Linked DNA regions of Oryctolagus cuniculus: region 1 is linked to region 2. Evidence: chromatin contacts called from public Hi-C data. All regions are on one chromosome and are shown on one strand. Each heading gives the region's core, a stretch centred on a gene start, on an enhancer-like site or on the middle of the called end of the contact. The rest is flanking DNA. Distances are from core to core; before and after follow the strand shown. Region 1 has its middle 52 kb from the start of ARMC1. Region 2 holds the start of BHLHE22 (basic helix-loop-helix family member e22).

Region 1 (6,714 bases), core at 1,433-3,932, 990 kb after region 2:
GCCATATGATTGAGATAGTGAAAGAATAATATAGCAAAGACACTTTTTTTCTCAAAAAGTTAACTTTGAGAAAAAACTTTAAAACTCACGAAAAGGGTCTTGAGCCAAATAGGAAGCATTCTTCATCAAATGGCACAGGTGTGGTGAGATAGGGGCATTCTTCCTCCTCTACTGATCCAGTCCTTCTGTCTTTAAGTTCAATAATATCATGTTTATATCCTAGGTGTATATTTATATTTCCTAATTATAGTCATCTAAATGCTATTTGTATTCTAACTTTAGAATCAACATTGAAATAAAGCATGGATGGTTACATTTTGTAATTACAATTAAAGACTACAATATAAAAATAGACTATGTAATAGAATAATAACAAAAGTAAGGTGGAGATAGAAATTTCAAGAGAAGTGAATAAGATTAAGAAAAGAAGTGGAGGGGTCGGCACTGTGGCGCAGCGGGTTAAAGTCCTGGCCTGAAGCATCGACATCTCATATGGGCACCGGTTCTAGTCCCGGCTGCTCCACTTCCGATCCAGCTCTCTGCTGTGGCCTGGGAAAGCAGTAGAAGATGGCCCAAGTCCTTGGGCCCCTGCACCCGCGTGGGGGACCTGGAAGAAGCTCCTGGCTCCTGGCTCCTGGCTTCGGATCAGCGCAGCTCCAGCCATTGCGGCCATTTGGGGAGTGAAGCAGTGGGTGGAAGACCTCTCCGTCTCTACCTCTCTAAAACTCTTTCAAATAAATAAAATAAATTTAAAATAAAAAGAAAAGAAAAGAAGTGGAAGTTCTTACCTAGAGATAGTGTAGCTGTTATTCCTTGCTAAATAAGAAGTTCTCCTCCCCTCAAATTCAGTGGCTTAAAAGACCAATGAACATTTCTTATCTCATAGAATTTCTGTCATTCAATCACGAATTCAGGGGCATGTTAGTTGAATGGTCCTGGCTCAGGTTTCTCACCAGAGTGCTGTCCAGAAGTCAGCTTGCACACTAAAACGAGGGCAGCTGCCAACAGTCATGCAGGGTCAAGTCTGTACTACTGCTCTTCATAGTTCTCTGAGACAAGATCTTGCTCTTCCTGGCAAGAGATGGGCTCAAGATGGCAAGGCTAATCTACAGGAAACCTCTCCATGTAGACCACCATGCTGGCTCAAGATGGAACCACCTTGCAGATGGCAGCCCTGGGTGGGGAGGATTCTACAACGGTCAGAGACTTGGTTCCCATCATTTTGGAAAAAGTCCCTCCACTGTCGTAGCAGGAGCCCTTCATTCTGCTGAACAAAATCCTGAAGCCAACATGTGCACAAGTTCCAGTGGCACACACACCACTAGATCCAGCCCAGCCCAGGGTGGATTCTGTGCCTACCTTTTCTGTCGTTTGTATCGGTGAACCAGTACACTCTTCTGTCTTTAATTCAATGTGGGTGAAAGAGCCCTAATGTCTATCATATGTATAACAATCTTAGGGAAGAGATACACCTCTTTGGGGCAATAAACATAAAACAATCTCTTTTTTTCTAATTATTGCCTCAAGCTGTAGTTCATTGCATCTCCTGCTTATCTTTTAAAAATATGCACAGATTGGGGCCAGTGCTGTGGTGTAGCAGGTAAAGTCAATGCCTGCAATGCCATCATCCCATATGGTACAAGTTCGAGTCCCGGCTGCTCCACTTTCAATCCAGCTCTCTGCTATGGCCTGGAAAAGCAGTAGAAGATGGCCCAAGTCATTGGGCCCCTGCACCCACGTGGGAGACCCAGAAGAAGCTCCTGACTCCTAACTTCAGATTGGCGCAACTACGGCAGTTGTGACCATTTGGGGAGTGACCCAGCAGAAGGAAGTCCTCTCTATCTCTATCTCTATCTCTATCTCTATCTCTATCTCTATCTCTATCTCTATCTCTATCTCTATCTCTATCTCTTCCTCCCTCCCTCCCTCCCTCCATCCTTCCCTCTCTTTCTTTTTCTGCCTCTCTGTAAATCTGCCTTTCAAATAAATAAATAAATTTTAAAAAATATATGTACAGATTAAATGTCTATCAGTTGTTACAGGGTCAGCAAACTTTTTCCGAGCAGGGCTAGGTAGTTACTACTTTAAGCTTTGTGGGCCACCTATGATCTCTGGTGTATATTTTTATTCATTTTACAATCCTTTAAAACTGCCAAAACCATGAGCTGGGACTGAATCCGGCCTTTGGTTATTCAAACAGCTCTGTTATGAGCTTCAGTTTCATTGTTGCGAGATGCCCTGACAAGCGCCACAGTTCCTGTTGAGTGCTAGCCTGCAGGTTTAAGTGCCTGCTGATGGGAAACAAATTCTGCAGTAGTCTCATAGACAATTAGTAAATCCAGGTGACACCAGGTAGTCCAGCCTGACCACCAGAGCCAGCGTGGGGATCAGCAAGCAAAGCCCCAGAGCACTGGGTTTAAGAGGGTTCCCACTCCCAGGTGCCAATTCGCATTTGCACAAACTTCAGAGTGAGTGCTTCCCTAAATTTAGCACCATGGGCGCCATCCCTTGCCTCATCCTTATCCCAGCCAGGAAAACCACCATCTAACTGCTCGCTCTCAAAGGCAAAACTGGCTTGCTTGCTGTTGCTACAATGTTTGCTGCTTGCTCAGAAAGCGCTGGGCTCTTGGCCCTGGCTTCTTCTCCTGGAACAGAACCCACTGCATGTGTTTGTTTCTCTCAGCCCGTGAAATCACCCCCGTGAGACTTGGGGGCAAGGGAACCAACACAAATATGCTGAGGCTGCTGCTTTTATTGTGCCCTGAGTAATAAAAGCCACTTGTCTCTGACCCAGGAGCCTGACGTCCTCTGCCAGCAGACAGGAAATGATATGAGGCTAACTTGCTGGCCTACAGGCAAGGGGAAATCTGACCCTTCCTGCTTCTTGAGCCTCGTTTTTGATGCAAAGCTCCCATCCATCCCTATTCCCATGTCCATTTCAGTCACAGCAGGATGGCAAGTCCAGGAACCTGTAACAAGGTAGTCTGTCTCTTTGACACCTTCTTTTTCCTTTTTTAGGGCTGGTGTCCCAGGGCAGGAAGGAAGGATTAGGGAGACTGAACTATTACGTCACTGCCTGCCTGAGGCGGTGGGGGTGAGGGTGGTAGAAGGGTCCCTCAAGGACTTGGGCCCCTTTGATGGATCTCTCAGCTTCAGAAACGTCTAGACAGGGTTGGTGGAACAGCAGGTTAAGCTGCATGGGACACCTGCATCCCATACTGGAGTGCTTGGCATCAAGTCTCATCTCTATTTCCAATCTAGCGTCCTGCTCATACACCCCTTGGGAGGCAGCATATGATGGCCCAAGTACTTGGGCCCTCACTACCCGTGTGGAAGACCCAGATAGAGTTCCTGACTCATGGCTTCAGACTGGCACAGCTCTGGTTATTGAGGGCATTTGGGAAGTAAACCAGTGACTGGAAGTAGAGTTACAGAGGGAGAGACAGAGAGAAAGGTCATATGTTTTTTAAAAAGAAACCCCTAGACAGACACATGGCTGTTAGTTTCTATGCACACATGATGCCCAAAATCTGTGGTATATATTTCAAATTCTTCCTTGGCTCTGTCCGTGTTTCACCAATGTGCCAATTCAGGAAGCACCTATAAACTCTGTTGGTCTCAGGTTGAGTCTCTTCAAGTCACTCAGTGGCTCACCCTACTCCCTGGGCTTGGGGAATCCCCCAACATATACTTTCTCTTTCCCCCATGAGAAGAGTAAGGGGCTTTCCCACCACAGTGTCCCTTGAAGATCAAAGTTTCACCTCCCCCAAAGACTCTCCTTATATACACTTGAAGTGAAGAATATGGTTGGCAAAGTAAATACAGAATTTGGCAGTGCTGGGCAATAGACTATATGAGAATCTAGTATCCATTGCTTTCAGCTTTGGGCCTTGTTGGCAGTTCCAGAATACCAAGAAATGCTCCATTAAGGGGACAAACATTGTGGCACAGTGATTTGATGCCACTTGTGGTGCCTTTATCACACAGACTGCTGGTTCAAGTTCTGGCTACTCTACCTTTTATCCAGCTTTCTACAAATGCACCTGGGGAGGCAGCAGATAGATAATGGCCCAGGTACTTGAATCCCTGCCAGCCGCTAGCTAGTGGCTTCAGCCTGCCCCAGCCTTAGCTGTTGGAAGCATTTGGGGTGTGAGCCAGCAGATAGAAGAGATAACTCTCTCTCTCTCTCTCTCTCTCTCTCTCTCTCTCTCTCTCTCTCTTTCTCTTCTTACTGTCATTCTGCCACAATGAAAGTTGTTCTAAAAAAAAAGTTTCCCTTAATGAAATATATTAAACAGAAAAAACAACTTAAGAAATTAGAAACACATATTTCCTTACTAGGAGCATAAAACTATATTCTGGCTCAACATAGCACTTAATAATTCCTTCATTGCTCAAGTCCTGTCTTGTGCCCAGTGGGAACATTAGCTAACTATGTAGGGTTAGGGTTGCCTGTACAGGGATCTAGACCTTTAGAGCAGTGATTCTCCAACTTCCACATCCACGTGCACGCTTCAGGATTGCCTGGAGGACTTGTTGCAGCTCGAATTGCTGGGGCCAGTTCCTAGAGTTTCCCACTCAGTAGCCACTGACAGGTGCAGTTTGAGGATGTGCATTGCTTTCCAGTTTCCAATGACACCAATGCTGTGGAGGAATCACACTTTGAGAACCACTGCCTAGGGCACCCTTTCCTGAGTAGCCAATGGACCAAATGCAGCCCATCATTGTTTATTTACCATGATCGGTCATTCCTACCTCTGAAGGTGCCACTGAAAAAAAAAAAAAAACATAAAAATAAAAAAGAAGATGGGCTTTGGAGGGCTTCTGAGTTGAAGAACACGCCCACATGCCACAGGTTGGGAGAGAGGGCAGGGTGCACCCCAGCTTCATGGTATAGAATTCCTGCACTCAAAACTCTTCTAGATTTCATCCTGTGCATGTCTTCATCTGGCTGCACATCTGGATCTTTATCAGGTCAGCAAACTTGTAAACATGTCCCCCTGTGTTCTGCGAATTAATAGAACCCAAGGAGGGAGCTGTGGGAACCCCACTGTGTAGCCACTCGAGCAGAAGTGCAGATCACAACCTGGGACTTGTAACTGGCACCTGAAAGGGGGCTGTCTTTAGGGACTGAGCCCATCTGCGGCTGTCCCTTAGTAGACCGTGCCAGAACTGAGTTGATTTGTAGGACACCAGCTGGATCCACCAGAGAACTGGTTGTCAGTGGGAAGAAATCCCTACACATCTTGATGACCAGAGGTAAGGTGGGGGGTGACATGTGCCAGATCAGAAAAACACTTTGATGGTTTCTATCTCATACACATGGCCACACTTCTTCGTTCACAGACTGTCTCTGGCTGCTTTCTAAGTATAGTTGGAGAGCTGTGGAAAGCCACAGTTTCCAGCCTACAGAGTCTTTTCCAGAAACAGTTTGCTGATCCCTGCTTCACAGCATCATCTTCTGGCCCTCAGGCAACCCTGCCAACATAGTGTCCTGCACTGGGCAGAGGAACATTACAAAAAACAGCCCTGTAAGGCTGTTGCCAGAAGGGCTTATTTTGTTAATTGTATTATAGCCTTGATGTAGTATTGGGTCACTGATACTTATGTATAAACTTTAAAAATATTTGCACAAACCCAGCTACATACACACATAGAGAGAGAGGGGAGAGAGAGAGAGAGAGAGAAAGAGAGAGAGAAAGTGACAGAGAACTCACATCTACTGGGTTACTCCCCAAGTGCCCGCAATAGCTGAAACTGGCCTGAGTCAAGCCAGGAGTCAGGAACCCAATCCAGGTCTCCCATGCGAATGGCAGGAACTCAACCTACTGCCTCCCAGGGTCTGCATTACTGGGGAACTGGAGTCAGGAGCCAGAGCCAGGTATAGAATCCAGGCAACTCCAATGCAGGATATGGGTGTCTTAACTGGTGTCTTATCCACTGGGCCAAATGCCTGCTCCCAGGTCACTATGATAATTCCCTTAATGAAAACTTTTCTAAACTTTGAAATATAAAGAATTGTTGCGAGTATCTGTTATCTAGTAACAAAGGAAAATTGAAATTTTCGCCTGCAGAATTTATTATAGTGGAATTGCATCTCCGACAGAGTTGTACACACAAGAGAAAAAAATCTCATGGAGTCCAAATCATGCTTGAAAATCTAAGTCACCTTTAAAATACAGTATACAACATTTACAGACTATGTTGGAGGCAGATTCTCAATATGTCCAACACAGCCAGTTTTTCTTTCAGTGTTCAAACAGATGGCTCATTCTTTGGGTGAGCACCAGATGAAGTAGTTGGCTTGCATTTGAGGCCATCTTGTATAAAAAATACTTATCTTTAAACACTAGCATCACACTTTGTGCAGTGAGAAGCTCACAACTACAAGACACAAAGCATTTATGACCAACTGAGGCAATGGCAGATTCATGCCTCCCTTTTAACACTTACTTGGGGGAATACTTTTGAGAGCAATGGGCAGGCAGCAGTGACTGAACACCTTAAATTCTCAGTCTCTCCTCTTTTTCTCTCTGGCCCACCACATGTAGTTGGATTCCAAAAACTTAAAACATGCCACTGATCGGATTCCACTTTGATCATGAAGATACGGATAAAGAAGCAAAGATCTTAAAATAGTGGGTCATATTCACTCCTGGTACAAATTTCTTTTATTATAAATGAGAGACAAATTTCAGCTTACAAATGAGAGAC
Region 2 (7,735 bases), core at 4,802-7,301:
CTTATTTACAAACCAAACTTGAAACTATTCTTTACTGAAATTCAATAGTCATTAATTTTAAAACATGATCACTTTGTGCTTTTTATGTCAGAAGTTTTCTCAAAAATTTAATGACAGTGAAGGACAAATATCCAACATTAAGGAAAAAAATCTATCATTATTCATAATATCATTGCTACTTTAAAACGCATTATTCACCAAACCAGCATGAAGGAAAATGGTGTTAGGTAAATGTAAAGAGTAAAATTGTGAGAAGCAAATGTTTAAAATTAGGGAATCTACAGTCAATATTTTTAAATGAAGAAGAGCATGAATAATGATGTAAAGGACATAGGAGAAATATTAACATTTTATGTATTTAATTATTTATTCTTTGGTTTTAAAAATATTTATTTAAGAAGGGGAGAGAGAGAGAGAGAGCGCTCCCATCTGCTAATTCACTCCTCAAATGCCGGCAGCAGTCAAGATGGGGCTACAAGGAGTCAGCAGTTGAAAACTTAACTTGCATCCCCAACATGGATGGCAGGAACCCAATTACTTGAGTCAACACCACTTCTCCCAAATGTGCACATTGGCAGTAAGAGGAAGCTGAACTCAGGAGCCAGAGCTGAAAATCCAACCCAGGTACTCCAAGGTGGGACATGGCATCTCAAACCCAAAGTCATCTCCCACATTCTTAAACTTTTTTATCATACAATAAACAGAAAAACTGTACATCAAACATGCAGTAAATATCTGTCACCCACCATCTCTCTACTTTTGTGGAAATATTTAAAGCAATTTTTGAAATAACCCAGGCTTGATCCTCCAACCCTAGCTCCCAGAGCAAACTACAGTTAACTATTTAGTAAACTTTCAGATTTTCTCCCACCAAAAAGGGGGCATGTGAAATAATTTTTAGTGTGTATTTTTTTTATTTTCATCTATTTATAAGGCAGAGCAACAAAGAAAGAAACCTCTTCCATCCTCTGGTCATTTCCCAAATACTTGCAACAGCCAGAGCTGGCCATACTGAAGCAAGGAGCCTGGAACCTCCTCCCATGTGGATGTCAAGAATGCAAGTACTTGAGCCATCAACCACTGCTTCCCAGAAAGCATTAGCAGGAAGATGGATTGGTAGAGGGAAGGCAGGACTCAAAGGGATACTCTGATATGCTGTGCAGGTATCACAAGTGGTGGCTTAACCTGCTCTGCTGCCATGACACTCATTCCTGGAACAGTTTTTAAGGGGTTTGTTTGTTTTACAACTGGTCCTGTGATGATAGAACCTTTTGTGTGGGTTTCAGTTTTTTCTGGGATGCCCACATTATCTTCAGAATTAAGAAATGTGACATCTTTCTCCTGTGTAATTTTTGTTGCAGAATTACAACTGCTGGATGTGGTCTTCTTTCTGAGCTCTTACTTGCCATTCTTGACTGTGGCCATCACCAAGCCCCCTACAGCAGTGGCCAGTGGGCGATACACGCAGCTGCTTCTCAGTCTCCATAATGGAAAGGAGATAATGATTTTTGACTTCTGTGTAGTCAACATTGTTGTTTGCAACTTTTGTGGGAAAGTCAGGATTTTGCCCTGGAGGACAAAATTACTATATTTTCATCTCAACAACTTCAATAGGAAAAAATAAACCTTTTTAAAAAGTACTTATTGATTTGAAAGGCAGAAATGATAGACACACACACACACACACACACACACACTGAGAGAGAGAGAGAGAGAGAGAGAGATCTCATCAATGCCTCATTCCCTAAATGCCAGCAATATCCAGGGCTGCAGCAGATCGAAGCCAGGAGCCAAGAATTGGGTACAAGTCTCCCACGTGGGTGGCAGGGATCCAACTATGTGAGCCATCACTCTGCTTTCCAGAGTGCACATTAAAAGGAAGCCTAAACGGAGAGTGGAGCTGGGACTTGAACTGAGACACTCCAATGTGGGATGTGGGGATCCCAAGCAGTGGATTAACCGCTGTGCTAAATGTCTGACTGTATTTTTTTAACAACAAATATGACCACATTATATTCTACATCTTGGTTTTTCAACTTACTTGTGTAAGTTTTTGTATATGCTTTTTCAGGGCTGTCATATCTGTCATAGTTCCTTTTTATAACAGTATCTTATTTTGTAGAACATAGATGCTATAATTTATGTAATTATTTGCTTACTAAATAATATTTATGCTTCATAATTTCTGCCATTTTTTAGAAATAAAATCTTTATGTATGTCTATATCTACTCCTGCCATTTTTTCTTGTGATCATTCTTAGACTCCAAATCATTGTCCCCACATTTTTGCATCAATTTTTACTACCACTATTTTCTTTGCAACCCTGTATATATTATTTTAGTTTAGCCTAATTCTTCAAGCTGCTTTGATATATATTTTCTTTTTATTAACGATCATTAACATCTTTTTATATCTTTTTTGGATATTTGTGTTGCTTCTACTTATTTCTGGATTTGATCCTTTCTCTGTGTTTTTATTTGATGCCATCTTGTTGTTTTGTGAGAGCTCTTTTTATGTTTGATGTGTATATTTTTAATTCTAGTTTGATTTTTTTTTGCTGTTTGCCTTTAATTTTGTTCATGGTCTTTTTGTTTGAAGACCAAGAATTTTATTTTTTATGTGTTCTTAAATAAAGTAATCTTTTCCTGGGTGACTCCTTGGATTTTGTCTTGCTTAAGGAAGATTTTCCTTTCTAAGTCTATAAAAACCTTTTCTATAAAAATAGTACAGCTATAGTTTTATGACTTTATTTGTATTTCTCAATCCATATGGAACTGATTTAACTTTAATGCTAGTGAAATAATAAAGTTTAAATGGAAATCATATTCAAACATTTATATAAAATAAAATGTGAGACAATAAATTGCTGATGTTTAAAAAGAAAATATCTCACTACCCTTTTTTTGTAAAAATAAATAGTGAGGGAAAGTAAAATGTGTAGTCAGTTTAGACCTTTGACACACATTGTCTCCATAAACTTTGCATAAAAATTAATTTAAATTGGCTTATTTGAGCTGAACACTGTAACTGAACTGAAAACTGCTTGATGGACTATAATCAATGGAAAAAGTAATAGCATTGATGAATACAGCCAAATGGAGGAAGAAACAAATACCACAGTCAGATTGCTAGCAGATTAGAGTCCCAAAGCCTTTACTTTAAGAACCTAGAAGCAAGAAGGAAAAACGATGTAGTCATTAATTTAATGAATGTCACTAAACTGAAAAATGTGTTCCACACACCTGGAGGCCCTGTAATGCCTAATTGCTGTTAAGGAAAGAAACACAGTGGGACATCCAAGTGGGAACGACTTTGCACCAACCTGAAGGCCACTTCTCTACCCACATGTCCACTAGTTTTGAGCAAATCACACTGTGATGACCACCTTCATTCAGTTTACGATGGCAGGAAGGAAGGAAGCATTTCCCAAGAAGCCAGAAGGGGTTTTTACAGCAGCAGAGGGCAGAGAGGCAGTAGCAGGTATCAGCACCGAGGGTGTGGGAATGTGAAAAGTGAAAAGCACTGTGGTTCCTGCTCTTACGATCCCCACACGTGGCCCAAGTAGCAAAAGATGTTGTGCAGCCTGCACTGAACCAGAAAGTTGTGGTGGAAACAGGAAGTAAAACACAAACCAACAGTGATTATGAAAGGTGACTGAACTGTGAAGGTGAACTCAACAAGGGAACGTAATAAAGTGTTAACACTAAGTTCACACATCATTTTAAGTGTTGACGAGACGATTGACTGATACCCAGAGGTGCTCAATGAGGATGTGATGAGGAAATCCATTTTCCTCCCCAAGCTAAGTAGTATCAAGGACAGTAGCACGCTACAGAGTAAGTCTCCTGAGGACCTGCTTTTTCTGCTCCCTACTAACACCATTTTCAGCAATTCGCAGAGAAATACATCAGGTTTGAAAACACACAAAAATCATAATGCAAAAATTTCTTTTTAAAAGAAAAGCAGGCTGTATATTTAAGAGACACATACTTCCCATAAACAAAGAATTCACTAAATGTATTATTTGGCCTCAAATCTATGTATATACCTGTCCTCTTCCACCTTCTTTCTGTATTTCCTCCCCCCTCTCACTTTTGTCCCCATAAGCTTTGTTCATGAAAATATGGAAAGTAACTCAAGGGAGCAAGATGTTTCAGTATATGCATTGCAAAACCGCCTTTCTGGGAAAATCCCAACTTCTCTTTCACGAAGGCAGTTGGGGATTTCTTTATTCACAAGTGTATAAGTCCTCAACGAATCTTAAAAACATGCTTGAGGTTAGGTTTAATGTCTCCATGCCACACACTTGGCTATGCCCATTCTCTACATGGGCAATGCACTAAAATAGACTGCCTAGGTTGTCTGCCACCATCATTACTTTCAGGTAATGAGGATGAAGCATTTCATCAGATTCCATCAGAGGAATGCCATTTGTACGTGAAGACGTCTTGTCCTGGAGCTGTTGATTTCCTTTCTACAATGCTTGCCCATCACCAGACAAATACAGCATGCATGCACACCCATATATGTGTGTCTATCTGATTTTTTCAAAGTGGAAAACTCAATCACTGTAGTTTTCAGACAAACTAAGTTAACTGTTTCTTAAACATAAGTTAAAATGATTATATGCAACAATTCTGCTTTGCTAGAATAGATCAAATGACCTCATCAAAAATGCTGGAGGTGTCAAATTTATCCATGTTAAATTTCAAAATTTAACTGTGAAAAGCTCTCTAGCTAACCATCTGTTTATCTACTTTCTCATATATATAATCAAATTTCTTTCAAACAGTAACTCTTACATTGACTGAGTAAATGAATCCAAATATTTGGCTTCATAGGTCTCCACTTGAATTAATTAAAATTAATCTTTCAACTGAAGTGAAGTTTACATTTGTCTTGTTTGATCTACAATATTTTTGAAGGATATTCATAATATTTTGTACACTAAAAATATCTACTTATATTTGTATTTCAAGCAGCTGGCCTGTGGGTACAACCATAGATGAGAAATGATTTTAATAGAGAATTAATCTCTAAATTTTATTGCATTTCAATCTTATTAGCAAAAGGGAGCAAAGCTTGCAAAAATATCAACACTTCAGAAACATTTTCATTCACAAAGGTGTTAGGTGTTCACAATTCTATTATGTGCTCTAAATGTTTGGAAAGTAATTTGACCTCTGATGATATTTCCCGGTCAGAAAGCGTGAATGACATTCTTCAAAATTGTGTGATGGGAAGTTGCCAGGTAGAGAAAGTGAAGGTTTATTTTAAAAGGTGTGGCTAAGAATTTTTACTTATGTTGATTAATAAAATGCAATGAGGAGCTAGGATTTGTTTCAATTCATCATTCACATTATTCTCCTTTCTAGCATCATAAAAGTAATGGAGATAATTGCTTCTACTAAAACATCCATACTTGAATAAGAAATATTTTGGTGGTTGATGTAGCTGAATGGAAACTGAGAATTTGGTTTTTCACTAGTTAATTTTTGGAAGCACTGAGACTACAGCATCTTTCACATAAAATGAGTAGTTCAAATCTTGACTTGGAAATTAATCTGAGACAATTTATTCCATCAATTTAAATATTTATGATAAATGTAAAAATCATGTTTTATTATAAGTCCCCAGCATAATAACTGTATCAAAGCTATAAAATCAACATGTGTAAATACGTCACAAACTTTTACTCACACATAATTAGCTTCCAGGATTGTGTATGACACAATAAGTGTTGAGATCATGTCTTACAGTCATAATCAGCTTATCATGGATTTAATTTTTGAGGCGCAAAATAAAAAGTCGATTTCATACTCAGAGTTATTGTCGTCCGTCTCGATATTTTCTTCATTGCCAGGAGATGGCGCTGTGGGTTTTAAATCGCAGACCTTAAACCCCACAGCCCCGCTGAGTTTTATTTCTTTCCTTAATTGGTGCACATTGGGCAAGCCAAAAAATGTTCACCCCTTTTGTTTGAACAATTTTAATTATTTTTTTCTAATGCTCGTCAGCTTTCTATGAAGATTCGGTGGAGGAGAGGGCACATGTAACACAAACTGGTCTGTTATACCAGCCCCTGGGGAGAACTCAAGACAAGTTTGTTCCAAGTCAGTAAGGCAGGAGTGAAATCTTAATGAACTCTTTTCCTTAGTTTTCTTCCCTTACTATCTGTACATCCGACCTTGTCCTCTGAGATTGGCAGGCTCCCCGTTATCCGCTTGTCCTATCAACCCCCTCGCCTTGAAAGTCGCCAAGATCGGAAATCCCAGGTAGGAGCAACCGGTGAGCCCTTCGCGACGGTCTTGGGCCGCCCTAGTACGCAGCACCCTGGGAAAAACAAAGAAACAAACAAAAAACTCTGAGCCCGACTGTTTCTCTTCCTTGTCTGTTCAAACCTAGGCTAACTCGTCTGGAAACAGTGCCCGGGTCCAGCCTCTGGTCTTTAAAACAAATGAAAGAGAAACCTCGAAGGACTTTTCCATCAACAAGTTTCAACTTTTTTCCACGGTCAAAATCGTAGACGTTGCCGAGCGCCCCGGCGCAAGAGCGAGGCTGGCGCCCCAGGCGCGCTGCCAGCGATGTCCCAGCCCGGGCTGGTCTCGCGGCCCCTGCACCTGCGCTGCGCTCCGCCTCATTAGCTGCGCCAGGCCCTGGATACACACGTGCACTAGGAGTCTCTCTCAGTGAACTCTACAAGACCTGGTGAAGAAGGTGAGAAAATACTGACGATAAGACGAAAGCGAAAGGCCTCTGGGGCTTGGGTCTCTACTGTCAAGTGGGTCCTGTGCTCCCAAACCCGGCAGGGGTGCAGGATGGTGAGCCCATTCAGCAGGCTTCCTGGGGCCCGTGGATTTTAAGCCGGCCCAGGCGCCGCCAGACTGTGCAGGGTGGGCGAGGCACACGTAACTCAAGGTCAATGTGCTGACCTGGGTTTGCAGCAAAACGAAGCGTGCGTGGCCCTTGGACTCTGGGGGGCGCGCTCTTGCTTCCGCGGCTAGGATGAGACAAGGCAGCCAAACCGCACTGACCCGGCACCTCCCCTGGGGTTTCTCTGAGAGGGTCGCCCTGGGGTCTCCGCGGTGCCGGAAGAAGAGACTTTCTTAGTAGGATTCTGCCTGCCCGGAGAGGATTCCCAGGGCTCTCAGGGAATTCGCTTGTTCCAAGGTTTGTTCAGAGAGAAAGTTGATGCCATTTTTGGTAAACTTTGTATTCACTTTTTAGAATGTTCTTAAATAGAGATCCAATTCTTCCTCTCAAACACACACACACACCTCTCCAAATCAGAGATTCTTCTAACTTTTTAATCTAGATCAGGAATAAACGATTTATTTGCTTATTTATCAGACAGCAGCTCCTGGCTTTGCACCTTAAAGGTGCTTCATTTTCTTTGGGCTCCAGATTTCAGGCAAATAGCGAAGAAATGTAAACGCGACCCAGAGTCAGTCTGGTGCTTTTCAGTGCAGCTTTGCTGGCTGGGCATCTCCGAATCCTTCCCGCAGTAACAAAACTGTGTTCCCCTTTAGCCAACACGTTCCGGCGTTTATAGTATTGTATCCAACCCCGGGCCGAGAGAGCTTCCTTTCCGGAGTGGTGGCCCACCGGCCTCCTAAACCATCGCTCCTCGCGCCAGAGGCGCCCGGCCAGGGGTGCCCGCGCCCACACCGGAGCTGCCCTACCCTGCTGCGGGCAGAGGGAACGGCCCCCTGCGTCTCCGGTCCCCCGCCGCTT

The links. Hi-C and Micro-C count contacts between places; a contact is called where the count stands out from the background.
Region 1: a contact with region 2 is called in a Hi-C map of liver, with 9 times the contacts expected there. The contact joins the enhancer-like site here to the promoter of BHLHE22 in region 2. A contact is called at or near these places in 6 of 6 Hi-C or Micro-C datasets (ear pinna, embryonic fibroblasts, liver and 3 more).

The regions. Positions count from the first base shown.
Region 1 is chr6:91,283,394-91,290,107 of mOryCun1.1, forward strand. No RefSeq gene overlaps it. Among named protein-coding and RNA genes, the nearest start is that of ARMC1, 52 kb to the right of the region's middle. Within about 2 kb of position 2,683, at least 1 of the 8 cell types and tissues checked has an H3K27ac peak or open chromatin away from gene starts, as enhancers often do.
Region 2 is chr6:90,288,743-90,296,477 of mOryCun1.1, forward strand. It overlaps BHLHE22 (basic helix-loop-helix family member e22), which reads left to right and starts at 6,052. Exons shown (of 2, transcript XM_051843806.2): 1 at 6,052-6,718.